Regions from separate parts of the Mus musculus genome. Here region 2 is linked to region 1. The links are chromatin contacts, called in public Micro-C maps. All regions are on one chromosome and are shown on one strand. Each heading gives the region's core, a stretch centred on a gene start, on an enhancer-like site or on the middle of the called end of the contact. The rest is flanking DNA. Distances are from core to core; before and after follow the strand shown. Region 1 holds the start of Eomes (eomesodermin). Region 2 holds the start of 9530059O14Rik (RIKEN cDNA 9530059O14 gene).

Region 1 (3,516 bases), core at 473-2,972:
TCAGTCTCACACCTACATCTCCCTCAGACATCCTGCAGCTCAGGGCCAGGCTAACGAAGACTCCAGGTTGAGTCCCCAGCGCAGTGAGGCCCTTTTCTTGGAACTCGCATCCCCCTTGTGGAATCCTCACGTTCAATATCTCGCACCCTTTGAGGGGAATAAAAATTAATCCCAAAGGCTTCGCTGCATCAAAACAAAACAAAAACATGCGGGACGGAGCCCGAGACCAAATCGGAGCTGGGATCTCTGGACTGATCGCGCAGGATGTCAGCCCGAGTTCTCTGAGCCAAAATTGACAAGGTTGTTGTTCCAAAACACTTGAAAAGCTTTGCGAGCGCCCAAGACCCACTACGCTATTCTATCAAAACCCCACACAGCATCCAAGTCCATGAAGGATCGCTCCACTCCCTAACACGGGCGTGCCCACGTTCGTGATTCGCGGGGTTTGGACCCAGGTTGGAAAGCTTCGCGCGGATCTGCTGCTGGCGTCTGAGCGCTTAGCAGATCCCGCGGCCACCTCATCTGTTCTCGGCAAAAGTTTCCCGTGTGATCGCATTGGGTTGGGGGAAGCAGAGTCCCTACATCTCGACCGGAAAATGCGCTCCTGGAGCGACTACTGCAGGCGTCCGTAATTGCTTATTAGAGGAGAATGTACAGGCTTCTCATCGTCAACGAAACGTGTTCCCCCTTCTGTAATAATAAAACAATAAAATATGACGGCCCCGTCCTTGACTGTTTGCGGAAACGCAGGGGGGAAAAACAGGCAGCTGGAGCAAAGGAGCTTAATTCAATATCAAACTGATTATTTCACTAATTATTCTGCCTTCTGTATTGTGCCGCAGAGAGGCGCAGGGAATCTTAACTGCACAGCTGCTAGGGAACCTTTGTGTCTTAGTGTCAGTCCCCACCAAAGATGTTGGCGAAAGCGGGGGCTGGGGGAGGTAGGAAACATCCAGTGTTTAGAAAAAACCGAGCAGAGGGAATTCTGAGTAATGAAAGTGACGGCCTCGGGGAAGCCGGTGTTTTAGCGCGGTTGTAATACTGAGTGTTTGGTTCGTCCGGTCAGGCTCATGTTGGGTCTTCAGAAGCCCACTTCAGAAGCTAGAAGCTGGAGTCTCTGATTCAGACGCGGAATCCTTTTGCCATCTCTGGAATCCCAAAAACTGAACGCGAGGTTTCTCTCCACCAAGTCTTTACGCTAAAAGATGGGACAGGACAAAAAGCGGTTCCTGTGTGCTGAAGGCCAGGAAGTCAGAAGGAGGGTGTGCGCAGAGACTTCGGGTCGCTCTCCAGCCCTCCCCTAGATTTGCACCCCCGGGGACCTGAGCCTTCCTGCGAGCAGGGAGCTTGTAAAGACGCCTTCACGGGCCTCTGGGACCTGCCAAACTAGACCCGAACTCAGGAATGATTCCTATGCCGTGGGTAGACCATGTTCGCAGACTTCAAACCCGTTTCTCCGGCGCCATAGAGCCACCGGGTACACCAGGATTGATTCTCAGTGGGATATAGTTCTCCCAAAGACGCTTAAAGAAACACCAAACCAGCAATAACAGCCAAATAAGCTAAGAGAAAATGAAACTCGCAGGCGACCCGATCCAATTAATAAATACTTAATTGAATTAGTGTCACCTCTAACAGCCAATAGCAAAGTCCCCTAGCCATGGGGCTGCGAAGCCCCTCCCTGGCCGCACATATATAAGCAGCCAACCACCGCTCACAAGTTTCCAAGCGGTCAAGTATGCCTAGAGTTTAGCAGAGCCAGCCGAGAGGAAATGGCTGGTTGCTAAATGGGAACTCAGAGCTAAGTCCTCTTCTTCCTTAGTGTGAGTGTAGGGGTCCTGAGAGGTTAGACAAGGAGGGAAGGAAGAAAAGAAGGAAGGAAGGAAGGAAGGAAGGAAGGAAGGAAGGAAGGAAGGAAGGAAGGAAGGAGAGAGACACCTACAACCCGGGGTTTGTTTTCTTGCGGAAGGAAAGGGGCACCTACAATCCCGAGTTTGTTCCCTTGAGGGAAGGACGCTAAATTGGGCGCGCGCTGAAGCCGCCCCGCAGGTCCGCAGGTGGGTAGCCTAGGCGAGGGAGGAAGGGGACATTACCTTCCCCTCGGAAGAGGGCGCTGGCTCCCCCAACTGGCCTTTATAACCAGGCCGCGGGAGGCGAGGAGGCAGCCGGTTGCCGTCTGCGATTCGCTAAAGCATGCAGTTGGGAGAGCAGCTCCTGGTGAGCTCGGTGAACCTGCCCGGCGCGCACTTCTACTCGCTGGAGAGTGCTCGCGGAGGAGGAGGAGGAGGAGGCGGAGGAGGAGGGGGAGGCGGAGGGAGCGTCAGCCTCCTCCCCGGTGCTGCCCCCTCGCCCCAGAGGCTGGACTTAGACAAAGCGTCCAAGAAGTTTCCGGGCAGTCTCCCGTGCCAGGCGGGGAGCGCAGAACCCGCAGGCGCCGGCGCGGGGGCCCCCGCGGCCATGCTCAGTGACGCGGACGCTGGGGACACCTTCGGGAGCACCTCGGCGGTGGCCAAGCCCGGGCCCCCGGACGGCCGCAAGGGCTCCCCGTGCGCGGAGGAGGAGCTGCCCTCCGCCGCCACCGCCGCGGCCACCGCGCGCTACTCCATGGACAGCCTGAGCTCCGAGCGCTACTACCTCCCGTCGCCGGGACCGCAGGGCTCCGAGCTCGCCGCGCCCTGCTCGCTCTTCCAGTACCCGGCGGCGGCCGGAGCAGCCCACGGACCCGTGTACCCCGCGTCCAATGGCGCGCGCTACCCCTACGGCTCCATGCTGCCCCCCGGTGGATTCCCCGCCGCCGTGTGCCCGCCCGCGAGGGCGCAGTTCGGCCCCGCTGCGGGTTCGGGGAGCGGCGCTGGTAGCAGCGGCGGTGGTGCCGGCGGTCCTGGCGCCTATCCCTACGGCCAGGGTTCTCCGCTCTACGGGCCATACGCCGGAACCTCAGCGGCCGGGTCTTGTGGAGGATTGGGGGGCCTAGGGGTGCCTGGCTCCGGCTTCCGCGCCCACGTCTACCTGTGCAACCGGCCCCTATGGCTCAAATTCCACCGGCACCAAACTGAGATGATCATCACCAAACAGGGCAGGTGAGTGCAGGGTGGAGGGACCCCAGGCGCCTGGTTGTCCGCACACTGCGGGCTCTGCTTAGGGTGTTTAAGTGGTACATCATATCTCCAAAGTCGTGTCCCTTACTTCCTAAGGCACACCTGTAGCTTGGGCTCCGAGCCCACGTTACTCTCCTCTCTAGTCACCTTCACCGGGATTGACTGGGAGGAGGAGGAGGCGGAGATGGAAATTTGGGAATGAACCCTTGAGGGCAGATCTACGTGACCCGCTGGCTCCTGGGTTTGCAGCAGGCGATTTGTGGGCTGCATAGCGAAAGAGGGCTAGCTGGAGCTGGCTGCGGCCTGCGCACAAGTGTTTGAAAAGAAGCTTTTTAAAGCTCCTTGGTTTGGTGGGGCTCTTCTGTAAGAAGAGCAGAAAGAAGTCGGTTTGAGCTGGTGACTAGGTAGACAGTTTTTG
Region 2 (3,516 bases), core at 761-3,260, 4.1 Mb after region 1:
CACATCTCCAGCTGTGCCGGACCCAACGTGTGTGTGTGTGTGTGTGTGTGTGTGTGTGTGTGTGTGTGTTGCATTTAACTCCACCATCATTCCCAGATATGCAACATAAAGCATTGAAGGGAGAGGGAGGCAAAAACAAAAAAATTAGGATCTACAGTTTCAAGTTCAAAATCACAACCTTGAGACTCTGAAGGAGTATTCACCTCCTTCCTGTCTAGGCTACCGGATATCATATCTTTGAATACACGCCAGACCCTCAGGAATTATCTCTTCGGGCGATGCCACAAGTGAGCAGTATTCTCTCAACTTCCCAGATCCTTGCTAAAAAGGTGTGTGTGTGTGTGTGTGTGTGTGTGTGTGTGTGTGTGTGTGTGTGTAGTGGATTATTTTCCCCCTTTTATATATAGTGTAGTTTTGAGAAGGGCAGCGAGGCATCTGCTTGGAAAATAATATACTTCTTAATTTGACAGGCCCCTCTCTCCCATGGTAGCTTTTCGGAGTCCTCCAAAGTTCTGTCTAGCGTTGGTGCCCGAAGCTTTGCATGCAGTTAAGCTTCCTACTAAGCAAACCTGCTGGACATTTGTCCTGTGCCCAGGGAAGCACACAAGTGTCATGAAGGGGTTGGGGAAAGACCCTCTGGGTTAAGGGAGGCGTTGCTTCGCGGGTAGAGGTTGAGAGGGAAGTTGGAGTGCAATGGGACCATTAAGTCCCACCTTCTTCCCCCATCTGTGCTTTGGACTATGCGGTTTCTGCCTTGGCCAAAAACCGCATCCACGTCCAAATACAGTACAAAACTCTCTTGGACAGAAGTTAGAAAGAAGCCAGTGTAGAGAGAGACAGTTTGCTTCTAATAATCTCATAAGAATGCCCACAGTATGGCCCAAGTGGCGAGCAGATTCACGGTCCCCATGTGCTGCTGGGGTTGTCGCAGACGCGTCCACGGGCGTCGCAGCGGACGTGACACCGCATTTTCTCTGAATTCCTGCCATCTAGGATGGTGCAACCAAGGGAGGGGGTCATGGGGAAGCAGAGTGCAAGGCTGCAGAATCCGTTCTCTGCAGAGAACTGGAGCGAGCATGGAACAGCGCAACTCCGAGGGCGTTCACATTCGAGAGAAAAGCAACGCCCGGTCGTGGGTGGTTAATTGCCGGCTTCCCACAACCATGAGGCACGTCCCTGGCGGCGTCACTACCTTATGTTTTAATTTGACCTTTATTGGATCTTTGCTCCCCTGGGCTGAGGACTGGACTTGCACTCAGAAGACCACTGCCCTCTCTGGGGAGGGTGGGCCTTCTACTGCGGTTCCCTTCTCCTGAGGGAGCCTGTTCGAGTTCAGAACCTTGTAGACCTTGGAGTTATCAGGCATTCCCGGGCGTGGTCTAGTCGTGGGTTGCGGGGTTTTCTAGCCTTGGAACTGGGCGGTGTCTGCAATGCATCGCATCGCCTTAAGCTGTTCTCGGGTACTCACTCTCGCCGGTGCGCAGAAAGAGACAGAGAGGGGAGGGGTCACGCTTGACTATGAAGTGCCGGTGGGGTCTATTCAGAGTGTCAGTGTGTGTGTGTGGGGGGGGGGGGGGCTGCAGCAGAGGAGGGAGGGTTCTACTGCCAAGGGCAGGGCGGAGGACTGTGAAGGCCGGTTGGTAGTGTGAATGCCTTCCCAGGTTCAGCTGCGGTGATCACCCGGCACTGCAGCTAAAGGAGCTGGTTGCACCTTGCGTGCTCCCCCGCCTTCCCTGTGTTCCCCGGCTTTTCCGGGAGGAAAGATGGGGTGCCCATAGCGGGTGGGGCGCGCCGGCTGCCCAGTCGGGCGGTCACGTGTCCCCCTCCCCCTCCTACTGCAGCGGGAGTTCCAATCAGAGCGCGCCAGGGGGCTCCTCCCGGGCAGGAACCACCGGGCTCCGCGGCGCGGGGTGGGCCGCCATCACCTGACCGCCCGCCCCCGCCCCCCGCGAGTAAGGGGCGGTGGTAGCGTCTGCTCGGTTACAAATGGCCCCTCCCGCCCCGCTCGCCCGCTCGCTCGAGCTCGGCGCGGACCCGCCCGGGAGCGCTCCTCGCAGCAGCTGCCCGGGTTCCCACCGCCCTACCGGGCGCGAGCGATCAGACTACCTCGGAGGGCGCGCTCAGACACCCAGATGTCCGGCCACCTCAGTGGGTACCCTCGGCACCCTGTGATCCGACCACCCGCGGAGGCGCGCTAGCCCTCTGGGTGGGCGTGCTGGGCTTCTCTGCGGCGGAAGTCTGGACCACAGATTGTGACTTCTTTTCTAGCAGTAGGTGAGTGCCCAGCGGGAGCGCAGGCATGGGATGCCCTCCTACTGTGTGGGAACCCCGGGATCCTCTAGGGCACAGGAGGTTTGGTGTAATGACTAAGTCAAGCTTGCAGAACAAGTCCGAAGTCACTCGCCTTCTGGGCCTCTTTTTCGAGTTTCCCCAGTCCCTGGTTTGGGAAAGCGCTTTGATTTGAGGAATTCTTGTCTTGAGATACTTGACAAAGGTTGAAAAGACACTCAGATAGGAGCCGGGAGCTCTAGCTAGCTGGCGCAGGCTGGGTACACCCGGCGTGTTTGAATGTGGGGGGCGGGGGCCCTTTTGAGAATCAGCCCTGGGTAGGGCTAGGGCGAAGCCTCTGCGTTGGTCCCGTCACTCTGTCCCCAAAAGCCACTTGAAATGCCAAGGAGAGAAGAAACAGTGGCTGTAGATGTTGCTAACCAGCTAACCCCCTCCGTTTCTGATCTACCCCTGTGCTGCAGGTTATTCTGCCAAGGATGTGTGAGACTTGGAAGCGCCTAGGATACACCATTTTTACTTTATGACTTTTTGGCAGAAAATATGCGTTAAAGTGTTGAATTACGAGGGAAGATGGAGAAAATAACTTAATTCGCGTTTTTGTAAAGTTTTTGTTTTAAATGCAAGGCAGTAGAGATGTAGGTATTTGAGTCATATTTTGCGACTATACTTTTGGCTTTATGGTCCATATGTTCCTTATAACCTTTCAAACAAAACCCTAGGGAAAAAAATAGAAATAAATAAAAACCAAGGTGTGTGTGTGTGTGAGAGAGAGAGAGAGAGAGAGAGAGAGAGAGAGAGAACACAGGACTTCTGGGGAACAGAAGACAACCTCCTTTGATGAGTACAGTGATGGCCAATTTAATTTGTCATGTGCCACTGAAGGGGATGTCAAGCTGATAACATGCAGACTGGAGAGAAAATGAAGTAGGAGTTGCCCCTAGAGGAAGAAATAAGCCCTGATCCAATTACGCTGGGGAGAGAGCTGAAGGCTAGCCCTTCTGCACTGGAGCTGAGTCTTCTCAGTGGAGGTGGAAGGGTGCAGTTTGGGATACAAGCTCTGAATTCAGACACCCAGCAGCATAAAGGTGTGTGTGTGTGTGTGTGTGTGTGTGTGTGTGTGTGTGAGAGAGAGAGAGAGAGAGAGAGAGAGAGAGAGAGAGAGAGAATGGGTGTGTCCAAAGACAGCTCTTACCCATTTACTCTAGCTGCACTTGCTGAAGGGTTGAG

Evidence for each region. Hi-C and Micro-C count contacts between places; a contact is called where the count stands out from the background.
Region 2: a Micro-C map of embryonic stem cells shows a contact between it and region 1, with 11 times the contacts expected there. The contact joins the promoter of 9530059O14Rik here to the promoter of Eomes in region 1. A contact is called at or near these places in 1 of 39 promoter capture datasets (embryonic stem cells) and 2 of 484 Hi-C or Micro-C datasets (both in embryonic stem cells).

Annotation. Positions count from the first base shown.
Region 1 is chr9:118,476,467-118,479,982 of GRCm38.p6, forward strand. Eomes (eomesodermin) reads left to right here and starts at 1,723. Exons shown (of 6, transcript NM_010136.3): 1 at 1,723-3,080. The coding sequence starts at 2,194. It overlaps Gm33408 (a long non-coding RNA gene), which reads right to left and starts at 2,182. Exons shown (of 5, transcript XR_871338.1): 1 at 2,094-2,182.
Region 2 is chr9:122,570,491-122,574,006 of GRCm38.p6, forward strand. 9530059O14Rik (RIKEN cDNA 9530059O14 gene) reads left to right here and starts at 2,011. Exons shown (of 2, transcript NR_015610.2): 1 at 2,011-2,274.